2 separate regions of the Mus musculus genome follow, and region 2 is linked to region 1. A link is a contact called in public Hi-C data. All regions are on one chromosome and are shown on one strand. The core of a region is the stretch at or near the end of the contact, and the rest is flanking DNA. Distances in the headings are between cores, read along the strand shown.

Region 1 (4,604 bases), core at 1,323-3,822:
GGGTAAAGGAGCCTCTCTCTCAAAAAACAAGGTGAGAAATCGCCTCTTTGAGGAGGGGCAATGAAACAGAAAGGAATCCATCTGAGATCCTTGTCTGCTTTTCTCTAGTTATTACAAACTAAAACTCCAAATGAAATGTGGTCAACTGCTTATGTAATGTCAGGTCAGTAAGATTAAATATTTTCTCATGATTTATTTCTTTCCCATGAGAAGCTTCTTGATTTCAATTAACTATAAAACTTCCCTTGGAAGTCTGAATGTAAGCAAATAGGAGAAAGGAGACAACTTTCTCACACAGCAATCTGACAGTGTTCTGTAGAGCAAGTGATTAATGTAGCCTAGTATAAACCTGGAGCTTTTTCTAGGACCAGGAAAAGAAAATAATTAGACAAAAGAATTAGAAATTTTAGGGGTTGACCCAGCAGGTTTTCAAATAAGATTCTTAGAGCCTGTTCCCTGAGCAAGAAGGTATTTCTACTCTTATATTTGGGGAATGTGACATTTTATCCTGTATCACAGGGTATTAAATTCAACTCACAAAATGTTTTCAAGCTCTGAGACCTTGAGTTTGTCAAACCCATCAACAGAGAATATACACTGGAGTCAACCAATGAAAGAAGATGAAACTACGTTAATTTATCAATGCTTTTATTTGAAGCAGCTGGTTCAGTATAAGTCTGTTTTACAGACGAATCAGTGTTTCATTTCCTTATACCTTGTATTCTATATTCCAGCATTTAACTATCTTCTTTCTAACACTCTTCACTATAAAGATTGGAATTTCTTCTCTATTTTGATTTTGGTACTGTCATGTATCAAATCAATTTTAACAAACTGAAATGTTAAGTCTTGCTAACTTCTTCCCTGTATCTCCTAAGCTGTGTTTCATTTGAGACCACATTACATGAACATAGCTTTGAATTTAATGTCATTATTCCTGTGGGCAGGGGTGTTATTGTACATTGTCAGGTGTTGAAATCTTAACCTAGTATCCTTTTGATAATGACAAGCTTCCCCCTTCAATGTAAATAACAAGCAGAATGCTTTATAGTATAAGAAAACCAAAGTATAGTAATCTAGTTTCTTTAACATTGATTCTGCCCTTTGGGATTTTGTCATTAGACGGATTCAAATCGTAAGTATTAAAATGGTCTGAGATAAATAGTACCAATGGAATAGAAAGCAGAGAAAGAGAATGCATTCAAGGCTGACAACCTGAAATAAATCTAAAGGGATTAGGTGTGTGCTGTATCTCTCCTAAAATACATACTAAAACTGATTGTTCCTTTGCAAAGTTAGAATGTGTGCTTAACTTAGAGTCTCTGTTGCAACATCCACTTTGCTACCATATACAGGTGGGATAGTGTGTCAAATTAAGTGTTGGAGTGATATAATTTCTCACTTACCCCCAGACCTCAGCAAAAGAAAGAGCCCAGAGCTTTTTGGGTGCTGGGGTCACATGCTATGCAATGTTTTCCTCTTTCCTTATTTAGGAAGCTGGGCATATGTTCTACTGCTCTTGTTCTTAGAGTTCCAAACCAACCATAAATTTCTGTCTGTTATTTGAAATGAAGAAAAAGTTGAAGGTGCTGCCAGGATCACTGAAACTTTTTGTTGTTCTTTTTTGTAGTACACTATATTCTTTATTTCACAACACCTCACCACCACTTCTTGGGGTTACGGAGGAGGGCACCATATTTGAGAAACAGGTAAATTATGAGACATAAAGCACACTAATTTATAGACTAAATCTTGCCGAATGTCCTCTTAGCCAAAACAGCACTGCAAATACTACTATATAGTGTAATAGTGTTTATCTGTATATGCCTCAAAGACTGAGCTCTCAGAGTGAAATTATTTGTGAAATGCGAGGTACATTTGGGTTATTTTAGAGAAACAAATAAAAGATAGAATTCAGGTTACACATCAAGAAAACTGAACCAGGAGACCAAAATCAAACTTTCACATCAGATTTCATTTGACATGATTTCAAAATAAACTAAGTTCAGTAAACCTGTTGGCAGAGAAGTATCATTTGTCAAGTGATTAACAGGGACACAATCTGTAATTATGAATTGCCGAAAGCAGGCCTCTAATGAGAGGATGACTCACATTTTAGGGGTGAAGGGGGAGGGATCTCTCAGAAACTGTGATTTCATTTACACAACTCTAAATAGCTAATGGCAGGTAACTCTTGCCAACTACCCAGCCAACTCTTTCAAGCTCATTAACAGAACTCCATGGTCTCACTGAAGGGTAAACCATATGGAGGTGTCAGTAAGAACCAGAGATGAGAGACTGGAATGCATGTTTCGTCCTCTGTGAGTCAATCAGATGGGCAGTGATTTGAGCCTTTGTTTATCTGACATGACCTGTTCTGAAGTAAGAAGAGGAAATACATTTTTAGAGGTTACAAGGTTTTTTTATCTCCCCACTGCCTTAAAATGCACTGTTTAATTATTAAACAATTATTTCACTCTTGTTTCTCCAGTTTTCCATATCGTTGTCACATTTTGGTTCTGGAAAAACAATTGAGTAATAGCATTACACACATAGTAATCCATTGTTTGCTCTGAGCTTTGTTCTCAAGGGTTGTTAAATTGCTATCCACGATTTCCCTGGTGATTGACAACTTGCACCTCTAAGGTCACTTTAACTCTTTAGTCACATGAATCTTGGAAATGCTTGAGAAAACGAGAGTCTGTGGCAACTACAGAGGGCGCACCTTTAAAGCAAATGGGGGCGCTGTTTAATGGAGTCCTTCCAATCTGGATATCAAGTACACCTTTATGCAATTGAAATTCTCACTGGATATCCTTATGCTGCATTGGTCTTGGGAGAAATTAGAAAACTACCTAAATGCAATGTTCATATTTAAAAAACAGGTTTCTGTTCTATTCCTATCCTCAATCTATTCTGCAGAGATAATTCGAATCAGTTTTGCTGAGAGTTTGTGATTTCTCTTTGATTCATTCAATGAGTATTTGCTGGTCACACTTATCATAACAATATAAGGTCAAGGTACTAATGGAATGGCTTCAGATGTGTTAAACAGCCTCACCGTGCCTTTGAAGCTCACCCTTGATGGGTTGCTTAGGTCAAGAGTGGCACAGTGTAAGCAGTGGGTAAAGCCAAAAGGTTTATTTGCTTGGCTTACATGAGGTGAGAGAGAAGGTTGTGATATGCCAACTAATTCTCTAGAGATAATTTAGAGTCTGAGGACAGAGTGAAAGGAAAACTTCAGATTAATGAAAACAGCATGCTTATAGGCCTAGAAAGCAGTGAACAAATTAGCTTTAGATGTAAAATAATTTAGAATAAAGCACAGAGCTCAAAAGGGAATGAATGAGTAGAATTTAAATGGGATATTTATTATTAATTCAGGACTACCAATAGTAAAATCTGTGTGTGCGCGTGTGTGCTTACGCGCATGCGTGCGTGAGCATGTGCATGTGTGTGTGTGTGCGTGTGTGTGAATACCTCATGCTGGGCTCAGAGGCAACATCTAGATATCACTATGTATAGCAGCTGAAACCATGAAGATATTCACCATTCAGAGTAATGTGGGCTACAACAAGATCCACGTCCTGAAAGAAGACATTATGAAGGCAGAGGCAGACACACATAGAAACATCAGAGAAGATTGACCACTATGGCTATGCAACAGTGAGTTGTCATGAATGTCAGTGAGAGTTTCCACAAAAAATGCTAGGAAAAGAAATTCATGGAAAGTGAGTTTTTGAACAAATGTAAATTAAAATAGATAACCAGCCATCTTGAACCCTACATAGTACAAAGTTGGGATATGTAAGACTCTGTACTACTCTCCCGCATGTTCCCAACACCAGCGCCTGGTAAGATGTCAGCACCTTCCTGAGTAGATAACTGGGTCATTTAGTCTGCAATTATGCAAAGCATCATCTCAGGCATTGCACAGTCTCTCTGTGAATGTTCTGGTCCTCAAGCCTTACCCTGTCCTAGTAAGGGTTCTGTTTAACTTTATTGCATTAGGATCAATGTGGTGAAAATGTATCACTGGACACACCTGAATTTACAGCAATTCTGGCAGTGTATAGTGCTTGTGTATTCATGCACAAATCAACAGCAAGCTCAAGTCAGATCAAATACCAGCGTGGAGAGGGAAGGTGGGCTTGAAGTCCCACCCACAGTCACTAGTAATTGATCGTTGCTGCAGGAAGACAAAGAGTTAGTTTTCCTTAACAGTGGTGCCCCTAGTAAGTTGATCAGACTTCAGTGGTATATTAAAGAATATATGGGCAGTACAAATTGAACTAAATGTATAAGAAATGAACAACAATTTCTAAAATAAGTTGGGTACAGAAGGGTTGATCAGCAAAGAGGGGTGAATATGATCCAAATCCATTGAATTCTTTCAAATCTACTCATATATGTACATATAATTATTTATTTGGTATATGTCATATAGGTATATGTATATGGACAGAGAAATAGACTAATATGTGTTTGTAAGAGAGTCAGCTTTTTATTCCCTTCCTTTTGAAATGCTCTGTGGTATAGTGCTTGCCTATCATTTACGAGGCTATAGTATCCATCACCAGCACTGCAAAGACGTAATGTCTAGG
Region 2 (4,604 bases), core at 1,152-3,651, 360 kb after region 1:
TGCATATAACTTTACAGGTTTTCTCTTGCTTACTATTTTTCTTTATCCATATCTTGACTGAGGCACTCATTGCCTCTCTACCTTAGACACAATATTTAAAAGCCTTTGACAGAACTGAAGCTGTGAAATGCTTTCCCAGAGTGATGCTGTTGATTTTGACAACAAAATAATGATTTGGTCATCATGTATTATTTGAATGTGTGTTTAGATTTCCAGACAGAATGATTCTTACAGAAAAATAAATAAATAACAGAGGAATTCGCTTTTACACCTTACGGTATCTCTATCTCTTGTGTAGTATTGTTTACCTTACCATAGATTTTTAAATGGAGATGCCTCGACTTAATTTTATGCATTTCAATATATGTTCACCTAGATAACCTATTTGAGTTTTGTTGTTGTTGTGTGTTTGAATTTTCTTGAACAGTTAAATCTGGTAGTAACATTTTCTGGTTCCAGCAGGTGAGTGAACTAATTTAAGCTAATTTATGGGTTAAAACACTGACATATGGGAAAGCCACTTTTTCTTCAATGTGAATTCAACAAAGGCCTCACCACATCCTGCACAGAATGTATTTAAGACAAATACAACATTTAATGTTAGTTTTCAATTGAGACCAAAATACATAATACATACTATAGTTAGAAATGTTAAAATGAGGTCTTCTTTGTGTTCTTGGATCCTAACATGTGGAGAGAATGGGAGTTTGTTTTAATACTTAAACAGCCTTAATAGGAGCCCTAGTCTGACTTGGATTTCACAGAGCTGTTTACAGGAGAGGAAAGTGTGCACTACATTTTAATTATTGCAGAAACTAGGGTCATCTCGGCAAACATTTAATGTTACACTTATGCCTCTTTTTCATTTAACTGTGACCTTTATTTATATTTGGAAACCATATTGCTGAGGAGTAAATCATAAAATGTGAGACTATACTTTAGGTCATTTCTTAATCAGTTTTTTGTTTCCAAAAGCGTAGTCTGAAGGGAACAGAATATTGGCACACTGAAAGGTATTGTGCAGGAAATCTTTAAATGATAGAACTGATAACACTGGATCAGGTTCCAAAATAATATTTAAATAATTGACACTTTAGATAGTAAATAAATTTAAATTATCAGATATTTGGAGTGAAAATCTCCTAAAGGTTTATATTGGCAATAATAAAAGACAAGCATACATGAAAGCAAATTTACATGCATAATATGTTTCTTATATCTATTTTGTATAACTAAAATAAATAGCAAATGATTTCAGAGGTAAATAAGCATCTTTATGCTTATTTAGTAAAAGGAACAAGTTTAAGCACTAAGTAGCATTTTGCATACATACCATAAAATACAAAATAGCACGTGCTTTCTGTTTACGTTGGTTACCAATCTTGATGTTCAAGGGAAGAGTGTGTAAAGTTAACAAGCAATTATTATTTGGCAAATTAGTACTCAACCACCATAAGTAAATAGGAAGCTTGAAACCTATCTGTTATACAGCTTCTTTAATTTGCATAGCACACTGGTGTGTTTGCTTTGCAAATACTTTGCAATGAATCATCATTTGTACTATACAGTCCAAAGAAAAGCAATCAAAATTCACAGCAAGACAATGAAATTAATTATAACTGTTGAATTCTGTGGTGGTAATTCCTCCTCATGCAGGAAGATTAATTGCATTGCACTTTCCTTGCACTCCACTAAATGATCTGATGAATGTATAATCATTTACAGATTTCTCAAATGCTGAAAATTGATTACCTTTGATTAGCTCTGATCTGCACAAAGAGCTCTGACAGAGTATCAGTGAAACATTACAACATTACAGACAAAGTAACAAATGATTTAATTACCAGTGTGCTTATTAATGTTAGATTCCCTGCAGTGATCCTGGCAAATCAGAGGCCTGTAATAGACCTGTGGGTTTCACTGAATTCCATTAGGGTTTAAATAATATTTCTCACTATTTCTCAAATCTTTCTTTTCATGGCTCCTTAATAACTCTAATTAATTTTAATTTGCACAAAAAAATCCACAGCATCTTTAGAAACTTTTAATTAGCTATAAAATAAAACTCTTCTCCTCCCAGGAAGACATATATGATCATCTTTGGAGTAGCCTCCCCAGTAAGTTCTCATTAATAGAAGTTAGCTCTCTGTGATAGTACCACATGTAATTCTCCAGCAAATGTTCAATTGTGCATGTGGCACAACTCTCGTCTTCTAGCTGCAAACAAAACAAGGTTTGTTTTATAAGACCAAAGTTAAGGAACAGTATGGTAAAATGTTTGCACGGAGTGTGGTAAGCACCGTCAGGGCACTTGTATTCTATCATTTGGTGACAATGCATGGCTTGCAACCATTCTGAGGACTATATAGCACAGGAGACGAACTGATTAAGAAACCCCAAGTGTATGCTGAAAGGAATAGAGTATGCAAGAGAACACTGGCCTAGTTAGACACAGAATGTAATGAATAATGTTGGCACAAACAAATCAAGCCCATCTAAACGAATATGAGAGAACATTCAGATCATTTTGGATTGGCAGCTTCTAGGGCTTTCCCCAATTTGATGCCATTATATATGACATTAGATTATTGTGAGGCAGTGACAATAAAAGCCCAGATGATCAGAGGAGTCAAACAGAGCAGCTTAAATTAAAATATGTGTCTACAAGTGTTTCCAGGCAAAGATAAATTAGAGGCTAGGCAATTAAAAGGTTGTTTAGAACAGAAATGCTGATATACAGACAACTTTACAATAATATTTCTTCACAGTGGCTTTGCAGTTCTGCAGCGATGAGGCAAAGGCGCAGGTGTTTCTGGGTGGCATTTCAAAGCCACTAGCTGAAAAACTTAAGATGTGGGACGCACAGCCCCTCATGCTGATGAATATGTTCATTATGCTCAGCGCTGTCAGCAGCAAAGCTATCCATCACAGTGCAACAGCAGAGAGTCGGGAGTCTCTTTTTGTGGAGAAATATTGAAGTCAGATTGTTGATGTCAGAAGTCAAAGTAGAGTTCAGCTATCTGTTTTATGAATCTGCCTGAGACACATTGTGCCTGTGCGCAAACTGATATCTAGCAGAGCTCATTTCAGTAAACGTGTGATTTAGAAGTCAGAAAAACATTCGTACAAACGAACTCAGAGCAGGCAGAGGCTGTGGCACGCATACATAGTTTTTACATTTTAATATGACACCGTTTGGTACTGTTTATCATCTGAAATCCAAACCATATCAACTCTCTAGCTACGCTATTTAAGATCTGTGTACTCTGAAAAAAAAAAAAAATACTCACACAATGAGAAACTATATGAAAGCCCTGCCTCCGCTACACAGGGAATGGCCTTGTTGGACTTGGCTCTGCTTTTATTTTCTTCTTCAAAATGAACCACAAATAATTGGTGAGTTCACTTGACTTTCAGTACAAAAATAGACCCTCTATGGGGTAAAAAATTCAATGAGTATTTACTGGTCCTACACTGAAGCACTTTGAGAAACCGTACTTGGAAGCATGCATCAGATAGCAGAACTGGTCCTCTCTCCTCCCTCTCTCCCTCTCTCCTCCCTCTCTCCCTCTCTCCCTCTCTCCCTCTCTCCTCCCTCTCTCCCTCCTCTCTCCCTCTCTTCTCTCCCTCTCTCCAACTCTCCCTCTCAATATTACTCACTGTATCTGATTATATACCATATGTGTAACCTTCATGCTAGACCTTCCTTGCTGAAGTCTTGGTAAACAGGAACACTCAGGACAAAAAAGAACAGATTCTCTACTCTCAGTTAGCTCTTTTGGACCTAATTTCATTCTTGGCTCACCTTAATTCAGAAGAGAGTCACCTTCTTTCTTTTTCAGTAGACTCTGTTTTCATTCATTTGTGATAAAAATGAATGAAATGAAGCTTGTTTGGTTAGTAGATCTAGTCCTTTTTAATAATAGAACTTTTAAAACTGTTTTCAGGGTAGATGGTACAGCATGGAAACTTGTTTTATTTAAATAAATCTTGAGGATCAAAGTGCAGATTGGAAGTGTATTTCTATAATAAGCGAGGGCTTTGTGTCTCCGAGGGAGTGCATGCTTCGAATGCTATTACTCCTGACAGCCTCTCTGCAAATTTGTAGTGTTTAACAAAAAACAAGCACATTTTTTTCAGTTCAAGCAAGGAAGACTCTTTTATTTTTTGCTGATTTCACCCCTCTTTCTCTTAGCTAGCAGGCCTCAGGGCAGATGATGTCATGATCAGCATCTGCACAGGGGAGACAGAAAGCCTTTAATGAATTGCAAACTTTATTCTATCAAAATACTCTGTCCCAGAGCTTTTTGCCTCCAAATGAGGAAAAGAAAGAAAGAAAGAAAGAAAGAAAGAAAGAAAGAAAGAAAGAAAAGAAAAGAAAAGAAAAGAAAAGAAAAGAAAAGAAAAGAAAAGAAAAGAAAAGAAAAGAAAAGAGAAGAAAGAAAAAACATACAAATATCATGTTGAGAGCTTCAGGAATGCCTAAGATCTCAGGAGATCAAAAATGTTAACTGTTTTTTAAAGCAAGGGGGAACTAAGCAACATATACAGAAATCAATAACAGGGATTATTTTTACCCTAATTTGGTTCAGTGATGCCAGATG

What was found. Hi-C and Micro-C count contacts between places; a contact is called where the count stands out from the background.
Region 2: a contact with region 1 is called in a Hi-C map of neural progenitor cells, with 2.0 times the contacts expected there. The contact joins two enhancer-like sites. A contact is called at or near these places in 3 of 484 Hi-C or Micro-C datasets (cortical neurons, embryonic somatosensory cortex and neural progenitor cells) and 1 of 115 datasets of contacts at active chromatin or transcription factors (embryonic forebrain).

Annotation. Positions count from the first base shown.
Region 1 is chr12:49,834,274-49,838,877 of GRCm38.p6, forward strand. No RefSeq gene overlaps it. Among named protein-coding and RNA genes, the nearest start is that of Gm25015, 260 kb to the left of the region's middle. Within about 2 kb of position 2,573, at least 6 of the 459 cell types and tissues checked have an H3K27ac peak or open chromatin away from gene starts, as enhancers often do.
Region 2 is chr12:50,189,515-50,194,118 of GRCm38.p6, forward strand. No RefSeq gene overlaps it. Among named protein-coding and RNA genes, the nearest start is that of Gm34523, 30 kb to the right of the region's middle. Within about 2 kb of position 2,402, at least 12 of the 459 cell types and tissues checked have an H3K27ac peak or open chromatin away from gene starts, as enhancers often do.